Regions from separate parts of the Rattus norvegicus genome. Here region 2 is linked to region 1. Evidence: chromatin contacts called from public Hi-C data. All regions are on one chromosome and are shown on one strand. Each heading gives the region's core, a stretch centred on a gene start, on an enhancer-like site or on the middle of the called end of the contact. The rest is flanking DNA. Distances are from core to core; before and after follow the strand shown. Region 1 has its middle 59 kb from the start of Atp6v1g3. Region 2 overlaps Nek7 (NIMA-related kinase 7).

Region 1 (4,358 bases), core at 1,464-3,963:
CTGACACCATTGCTAGCCTCTACCCAGCAGTGGCCGTGGACTAGCAGCCCACATCAGGAAACGCTCAGCTTTTCCTTTAAGTCTTTTCTCATTTTTAATTAAAAAGAAATGCTAGATTCTCGCTGATCACCCAGAGTGTGACTCTCCATGGTTACCTGTCACTCAAAGAGCTCCCGCTCTGAAGAATGCTAATTAGCCCCGCTAAAGCTCTGTAATTGAACTGGAGAGATGACTGAGGAAGTGTGGGTCCTGCCTTCATTCAGAGACGCCTTGCCATCTAAATGGATGGAGCCATCCTGACAATGTGAAGTCATAAAGGGAGAAGAGGAGAGAGAGAGAGAGAGAGAGAAAAAGAAAGAAAAGCAACAACATTCCATCTGCCATTTTTTACTCTTAGTTTTTAAAGTAATTATCAAGATGTAACCTGGATACTGGAGGATGAATACCAAAAAAAAAAAAAAAGTTTTCTTTGGCCCTCAGAGAATGAGCTCCCCCAGCACCTGCTTGACAATGATCTCTGTGGTGCTGAATGCACTGAACTGGATAAAGAGGAATCATGAGAAGCAAATAGATGTATTAGGACATCAATGTGGATAACCAGAGTATATTAGGTGGATGCTTGGGAGAAACTCGATTTCATTTAAATCGGGATAGGATTTGGATCAGATGGATAATTAATTGACCTTGGTTGTTTTGTTTGATTGATTTTTTTTTTGGCTTTTTTGGAAAATAAGACGATGGCATTCCAAAGTCCCTCAAACCCATGGGTTTGGTGTCCAGACTCCATCAGTGAAATGGAAAACCTTAGCCCTTTGCTGAGCTAGAGAAACAAGACTGGTGAGACCCTGTTCCAAAGAGTCTGCATCTCCCTCTAGACTTCTTCCTAAATATTCAAGGGACAAACCAGAAATGGTCAAGGGACAGTCTAGTTGACATGATAGGACGGCAAGTTTTATATTATCCTGGAATTATGGCTTGGACGTGCTAGGAACTTAACATATTACAATGAAGACAGTAGACACATTGAACTTTAGCCGACTTCATTTGAGCCAAGAACAGTCTGCACATTGGGATCGTGTGATTGAGAGCTGTGCTCATAATCAGGGGATGCTGATGCCCAGGAAACAGGAAGTGGGTCCCAAAACAGCTTAACTGATTCCAGGTGGGGTTTGCTGTTTTGAAAAGGTTCTCATTAGTTGGTCGCCTGTGACTTGAAGAAGTTTGATGGCTATGATTAGCTGAGAGTCATAAAAGATATACCCATAACTTAGCCCTTCCATTCATGCCTGGCAGGGGGTAGCTAACTATGTGGAGACTCAAAGTAAGGCAGTATCCTCAGGCAGTATTGTGTCAAACAGCTATCGCATGGACACAGGCTTGGAAACTGAGGCTTAGAGGAGCAGCCAAAGCCCCAAGCCAGGCAGGGAATCAGAGAACTACCAACCCAAGTTTATCATTTCGGGTGGTAGGTAAATGTGATTTGATTCTATGTAAGATAGTGAACAGAGCAAGATCCACTGGATCGAGTAATTTATCTTTTCTTTGTTATATTGCAAGGTCTGTACTACAACTTGAAGCAGATCTTGGTACCCTTCCTATGTGCTTGTTATCCTTCCTATGTTTGTTGAATGAATGAATGAATGCTTGAATAGGTATATTTTTAGTCCACTTGACTTTTCCACAGAATACTCAGATACTTGAAAGGTTAAATCATCCAATCAAATGAATTCCATTCCTTTCCTTCCTTTGTTTCTTCCTTCCTTTCTCCCTGCCACCCCTTTCTTTCTTTCTTTCTTTCTTTCTTTCTTTCTTTCTTTCTTTCTTTCTTTCTTTCTTTCTTTCTTTCTTTCTCCCCTTTCTCTTGTTCATGTTGGCAGTGAACCAGTGCCCAAGTTATACTGGGTTTGGTGCCTTTGACAAATGCCTTGCAATAGAAAGTCTGCAAACCCTTGTCACCCTAACCTATTTAGCCACTGTGTTGTAGACTAGTGCCTTTCTCTGTTGGGAAAGGGTTAGAACACTCTTAAGCAACATATGTGTGAAGCCTAATGTGAGAATAAGAGGGACAGACAAAATCACATTCTATGACCCCAGTGTCACTGTCATAGCCAAGACACACAATTATTTTATGTCATGCTTACAACAAAATCATCCTTGTGATATTAACTGCCCATCTTCACAGAGGGGAAAAGCATCTCTGGGTATAATAATTAGTTTTCTTGGGGTCATAAAGATATGAATGAAAGAACGACTACCCAAATCCAAATACTTTTATCTTATACCTATGTTCGCTTTAAAACACTGTTCTAGTTCAACTTCTAACTATAGTTGCTCGATTCACATGTAAATCATGCAACTCAAAATTGATTTTCCCCAAGTCATCAGAGAGTTGATAATTTGGATCAGACTTGAGGAATATTATCTACTAAGTAGGGGTCTTGCTACTCTCCTGGTGCTAACAGAATATTTCTCTGAAATGGTATTAATTGTGCAAGGACTGGGGGTGGAATTACATCGGGAGTCATCTGGGAGATGGGCCACTGGGCATGCCTGTGGAGGGTTATCACTGCATTCCTTGAGATGAGAAGATCTAGCTCGTAGAGGTAGGACCATGCAGTGGCTTGGATCCTAGATTGTATACGAAACAACATGCACTTCTTGTCCTCTGCTTCTTGACTAAGGAAGCAGCATGAGTCACTCCCTCATACTCCTGCCCCTGTGACTCATTGTCATGATGGATGGCAGCCTGGCAGTGATCGCCAGAATAAGCCTAAGCCCTTCCTTCCTTAGGTTGCTTTCGTTAGGGTATTTATCACAGGATCAAGGAAAACAAAGTAAGACCAACATGAGAAAGTGAGAGCTGATGTAGTCAGAAAGATGGGTGTGATCAGCCCTTGCTGAATGATAGGCAAGCAAAAGAATTCAGAACTTTGTTCCAACTCTCCTAGGAAATAACTTCGGAGATTTTAGTGGAGATGGACACATTGGGTTTTAACATCTCACTTTGAAAACAGAAGCAGAGGGAAGGAGCAAACAAGGAAGTAAAAGGCCTTGTGAGGGAACTTTCCTAATAGTGCCAGAGAAGAGAGGGAGGGTTTCGTTGTAGTGAGGGGTTGGGGATTCTCCACTTTAGGATGCACGTCAAAAGCTAGAGCCATCTGATTTGGGGTTCTGGAAGTATATGTGCTGGAAAGAACAGACTTAAGAATGTGTTCACGCTGGCTACAGAGAATGGGAGGGTGGTAGTGTCATGTGCCAGATGAACACTTAGGATATGAACAATATGGGGACATATTAAGACACTAAGTTTGAAGATATTACTATTGAAGATCTACAGTACACTTTAAAAGACTAAAAGGGAGATGCAGATTTAAGCTGTTTGAGTTTTGCCACTCAGAGTGACTTAACTTGAGACAGCACAAGGCTACTATTTTAAACTGAATCAAAGGACAGTCGTTATAAACAAAAGCAGTCATTATAAAGAAAATATGGTAGGTTGACATATGATTCAAGAAGTTCATCTATCATGAAAGGAGAAGTCACAATGAATGTGTCATTTCTTATCAGGATTATTTGGAAAGGCCACAGCAAGACAAAACAAGAAAATAAGGAAGAAGTCATTGAAAATGCCTTACGGTATTCCCTCTGCCACACCCCTTTCCCACGTGGCAACAAGAAGCCAAAGGTCTGCAGCCAGACCCACCCTCCTCCGCGCAGATCATCCAAAGAGAAAAACATTGGAGCCCTAAAAGAATCATCTAAACCCCTGTTCCTAATTCTTGATGGGTAAGCTTTTCATTTCTTAACATAGTATTTTTTACATTTACCAGACACTGTAATTTTAACTTTGTAATTAGGTATCACAACATTAATAAGCAATCCCAGTATGTGTTTGTTCCAAAACTGGGGATGTGAAAGTCTTTTGCCGAAGTTACTTATTAAGAGAATTTTCTTCAACACTGATTTGGCTTCTGATGTTTCCCCAGAAAACAACACCCACACTCAGTCCTCCTTATCTCGCCAATGACTGGAATTCCTTCTGCTCCCTTTTTACATACATCTAAATCCTACTCTCTCTTCTTTCCCATACTTTCTACGTCATACACTTGCAGACATGGGGCACAACATGAGGAAGAAGAGAGCTCATTTGCTAGTAGAAGAGTAGCTGGGAAAACACCACTTTTTTAGTCTTTATGATGCCCGAGTCAAGCCTAGGAGCTGGGGGACATGTTCTGTTGAGTTCTTATCATTTTTGAAGGCTGAGTGTGGACGCCTCAGGACATGAAAGAGTCACAGATGGTTCTGACTTGAAGATGTATGTCTTCCATCACTGCGGTATTTACACGCTGATTACGCCT
Region 2 (4,427 bases), core at 767-3,266, 170 kb before region 1:
TCGTGTCAGTGAATAGCCAAGCTCACTTGAGTTAGGCAAAAATCATAGTTTTTCCGATAACAAGTGTTACTCTTCCATAGTGAATATATTAGCCTCTCTTACTCTCCCACCTCCCACCCCCACCCCCACCCCCACCAAAACCAAAACCAAACCAGACCATAACAAGGAAACCCTCACAGAACAACCCAGTAAGCTCTCAGACCACTCATGTTTAAGCCCTGTATGATTTGCTGTGGCCCTCAGTGTCTCCTGTGGGGCTGGCAGAGTGTGTCCTTGGCACATGGAATTGAATTCTCACTCCGCTTCACAATGTAGGATTTCCTGTTGCTGCTCTCACAAACCACCACAAACGTAGTGGGATAGAACAACAGAACTGTACTATGTTGCAATTCCGTAGGTCCCATGCCCAGGCTTACCTCAGCGAGCTACCTTTACGTCACCTGCAAGGCTCCTGCAGGCTGTAGGTCACCATCTTAAGTTCCTGGCAGAAGTCAGCTTTTTGATGCTGTTAGAACTGTAGTCTCTTTTTCTTTACTGCCTGTTGGTTAAAGGCCATTCCCACCTTCTAGAGATGGAATCTCTCCCTTCACCATGATAGGAGCCTCCCTCACACTTGGAATTCCTCCTGTTCTCTTGTGCCTCTTTCGGGTCATCTACGGTAATCTGTATTGTAATGTGTAATTTTACGTTCTCAAAAGTGCATAATGCAAACGAGTGCAGCTAACACCCATTGGAAGGATCACAGCACCAGCATTCTGCCCATCAGTCCATTGTGAAAGACAGGGCTTTTAGTGGAAGAACGGTTTAATAGTCTTCATTTTATTATAGAAATGGAGTGGGTTATTTTCTGGGGTTTATTTTGGGGGGAGGGGGGCAGTGAGGCAGGTTTGTGATACGTGAAAAGTTATTCCCAAAAGTTTATTCAGTCCACAGGGGCCTTCTCACTCATCACCAAATATGCTTCTAGGGACTTACCCTTTCATGTTCTTGGCTATAAGAAAAGAAAAAAGCAACAGGAGAAAAGCCCAATTAAGGAAATTAATCCAAGATACAGATCTCACCACATTGCATGCTCTGGTATATGTAGTTGAGGTCGCTGTTTGCTGCTTACGAAAATGTACTCAGTTGTACATATCCAGGGTGCTCTGAGACCTGCCGCAGTGAGAGGGCAGAGGACTAGGGTGCCCTGACCTTTGCATGGGGATGCGCATGCCTTCACAATGGCTTGAGAAGGGGAAAGATGGAGAGGTTTTTCCGCATGCACATGTGTGAATTTCATTGGCACATGTGGTTTCTTCTCTATCCTAAAATGAAATAGATTTTTAAATCTAACTCGACCACACCAATATTGGTGTCTGTTCCAGACAAATACATGAACCCCCCCCCCCCCCAGGGAGAAATCTCGTTGCTGTTGTGTCATAGGACAGTCTGAACTCCTATTTGTCTTTCGAAAGGAGATGGGCAACCCTCTGGTTCTGTGATGTTACGGGCAGGGTAAACGCACGCCTACCATTCAGGCTAGATACCAGAATTTCACACTGGAGTCTCCTGAGTTTTACCATTCGTGTTCTCCACACTATTTCCAAGTGCGATGCAGCCTCAAATTTCAGCTCAGAAAATTAGTGTCTCTGAAGAAGGCATTAACACAGGTTTCCTGACTGGTGCCAGGTGCCACCTGTGGTCACGCACTTGTTGTCCCCACACCTTTCCTGGCTCCTCTCCATGAGTCCATCTTTGCTGTGCACCTCACGTTGTTCAGGGCGGTGTGGAGTGTAGAGACAGCATATGTTCAGCCAGTTCTCGAGGCCACCTCCGCTGGTTTATTTTTAACTTCCAGTCCTTTTTCGACTTAAGTAATTGCTCCGGGAAGAAGCTATTCTCTGTTTTAAGCTGTGCACATTTAACCTCTCAGCCACCATAGCAAGTGTTTATTTAAAACAACCACAGTACCGTATCATAGTACAATTTACACGTGCAGCCCTCTGCCTCTCTAGCCTTTCCTGCCCGCTTCCTCTGCTTTTGTGGTTTGGGGAGGTATAAACATTTTCAGTCACGGTTCACAGTCGTCAGTTTAATGAAGTAACTGTCTGGAAATGGACTTGAATTCCAAGCTGCCAGGGTGAGCCTTCTATCTTTGGCAACTTGCCGGACCTGGCAGGCCTCTTTACTGACTGCAGTACAACATCTTAGACAGCTCCTTGGAACAAGCCCTGCGGGACTCTCCTATGGCCCCATGGCATTAAGGGGCTGCTCCGTTTAGTCCTGTCTCTCAGACCTACAACCACAGGCCGCACCTGAACATTTGTTAAGCCAGTCAGATAACACGCATACGGACTCTGGATGCTGGACACACAGTGCAGGGTCCAGGACAGAAGCAGTGAAATCCACTGAGCCTTCCATGGTGTCAAAAGTGTCATCAAGAGTGCCTCGCAGATGACAGATTTGTATTTTCTGAATGTCTTTTACAGAAGAAACGCTGACCTGGACAGCCCATGTTGACACCAGATTATACTCCTAATAATAAAGTAAATTTGATCACTTTCCTCCATTTGGTCTGCTAGCAGCAATTCTGGCTGACTCCTAAGTACAAAGAAAAAATGGAGATCGATGCTTTGTCTCTCGTTTGTGTATTTGATTCAAACTATGGTTAAGTTGTCTTTTTAGTTTTCTGAGCAAGGGCCATTCAAGGTATTCTGCAGTTTATTCTGACTCTGAGAAAAAAGAAGCAACATTTCTGGGCCGAATTGGCTTCTTTCTTTTGGAACGTTCTCATTTGGCTGACCTGAAGAACAGTTCTAAAAAACACCGTATAAGTTTTTATCCTATAATTTTCCATATGGATTTTTAAAAGTGTTTTTTTTTAAAGAAGCGCTGTTGAATGAAAGCGTAACCCATGTCTCAGAGATAGCTCGTTTTATGCACCATCCCTTCTCGTAGCTGAGGGAGTGAATACAGGTAGGCCTAGGCGACCAGGCCACATACCTCAGTGGGTAAGCGTGCTTGCATCCAAGCCTGGTAGTCCCAAGACTCAACATGGCAGAAGGAGCGAATGAGTTCCTTCAAGCTGTCCTCTGACTTCCACATGTGCACTGTGATCTGTGTGTGTGCACACACACAGCAGATAAATAAGAGAAGAGAGCATGGCTGGAGGCAAAGCATGAAACACATTTCCAGCTGTTGACTGGTTCTCTGCTGCCTCCTTAATTAAAAGCGCAAAGATAGACTCCAGCATCCGACCGTATAATGGAGGGTCTTTCCTTATGCCAGGTTTTCTCTTTGCCCAGGTCTGCAGAGATTAAAGTGCTAAGTTTTTGGCTAAGCCATTGAAAATGTTCTTTGTTATAGCTCATTGTAAAGTAATGTTCCCCACATTAGTTACAGCTTCCGGGACAGCACCTTGACAGCAGGAAGTCATTGGCTTCCTTGAGTTTGTTGTGGACCTTCTAAGAAACTAGTCACTTTGTTCGGAGTAGTTTTAAAGCATATTTACTTTTTATGAAGTATGTACCACGGACAACACGTCTCATAGAGCTAGGCCAGCTCCTGTCAGGAAAGTGTTTCATCTTTGCAGTTGAAAGATTGTCACGGTACAGTGTTAGTGTGGATTAAAGAAAGGTCAGATAGCATTTGCAGTTGTTGGCGGTTTTCTTCTGAAGCCAAGCCTTCTCATTTAAAAACAAAAATGTCCGTCCCTTAGCCCACTGTTACTCGTGTCAGGAGGTCAAAATGGCGTAAGTATCTACTCTTGCGGAATGCATTCTCATCTTACCCATAACCATAAATTCTTGAAAGAGAAGTAGAGTTGGGCAGCATGCTGCCTTGGGTACCTCCATATGTCACAGTCTGCACAATGGCTTTAATAGCTGGTCTTCTCACTCCACGATTCTCTTTGTACAGATGTTTAAAAAGCCACAACATTCTTCAGGCAACAGTCATCACAAAAAAAAAAAAAAAAAAAAAACAGCTGCTATGGAGTTTAAGGAAAGATTTTAGGAAATAATTATGTCTCCATTAAGTTGAAATGTTGAAAACAGAGCAGTGCATGTAAATGCACTGAAAATGCTCCTAAGCCCTTAAAAGCGTAGTTCTGCCTGTTTGAAAGAGAGGAGAAAGGATGTTTGTGACGTGATGGGGTGGAACATCCAGCCTCAGCTCAGCCAGCAGTCCGGGTGGGTCTGGAGCAGAGGGGCACATTAGGAAACACGTTGGAGAGGCGCTCCAGAAGCTCCCTCTCAGGCCTCTGGTCATCAGGAATTACATTTGTCTGTTTGCCGGCAGTGCAGAATGCAAACCTCTATGCTGACTGTTGGAAATGTGCTGTGAAGGAGGTGGGTAGCGCGCTTGGGTTTGCGCCGTAATATATTCTCGGGAAGCCTTTCGATAAAACATGCAGAAACAGTTGGAAGATCCCATTGCTATGATGGAGA

Evidence for each region. A called contact is a pair of places that touch in the nucleus more often than the background predicts.
Region 2: a contact with region 1 is called in a Hi-C map of the A7r5 cell line, with 2.8 times the contacts expected there. The contact joins two enhancer-like sites. A contact is called at or near these places in 3 of 12 Hi-C or Micro-C datasets (the A7r5 cell line, Schwann cells and mammary epithelial cells).

Annotation. Positions count from the first base shown.
Region 1 is chr13:52,419,001-52,423,358 of GRCr8, reverse strand. No RefSeq gene overlaps it. Among named protein-coding and RNA genes, the nearest start is that of Atp6v1g3, 59 kb to the right of the region's middle. Within about 2 kb of position 2,713, at least 14 of the 93 cell types and tissues checked have an H3K27ac peak or open chromatin away from gene starts, as enhancers often do. A contact at or near this core is called in the A7r5 cell line, where this site is marked.
Region 2 is chr13:52,592,995-52,597,421 of GRCr8, reverse strand. The region is part of intron 7 of Nek7 (NIMA-related kinase 7); the gene reads left to right. Among named protein-coding and RNA genes, the nearest start is that of Nek7, 110 kb to the left of the region's middle. Within about 2 kb of position 2,016, at least 14 of the 93 cell types and tissues checked have an H3K27ac peak or open chromatin away from gene starts, as enhancers often do. A contact at or near this core is called in the A7r5 cell line, where this site is marked.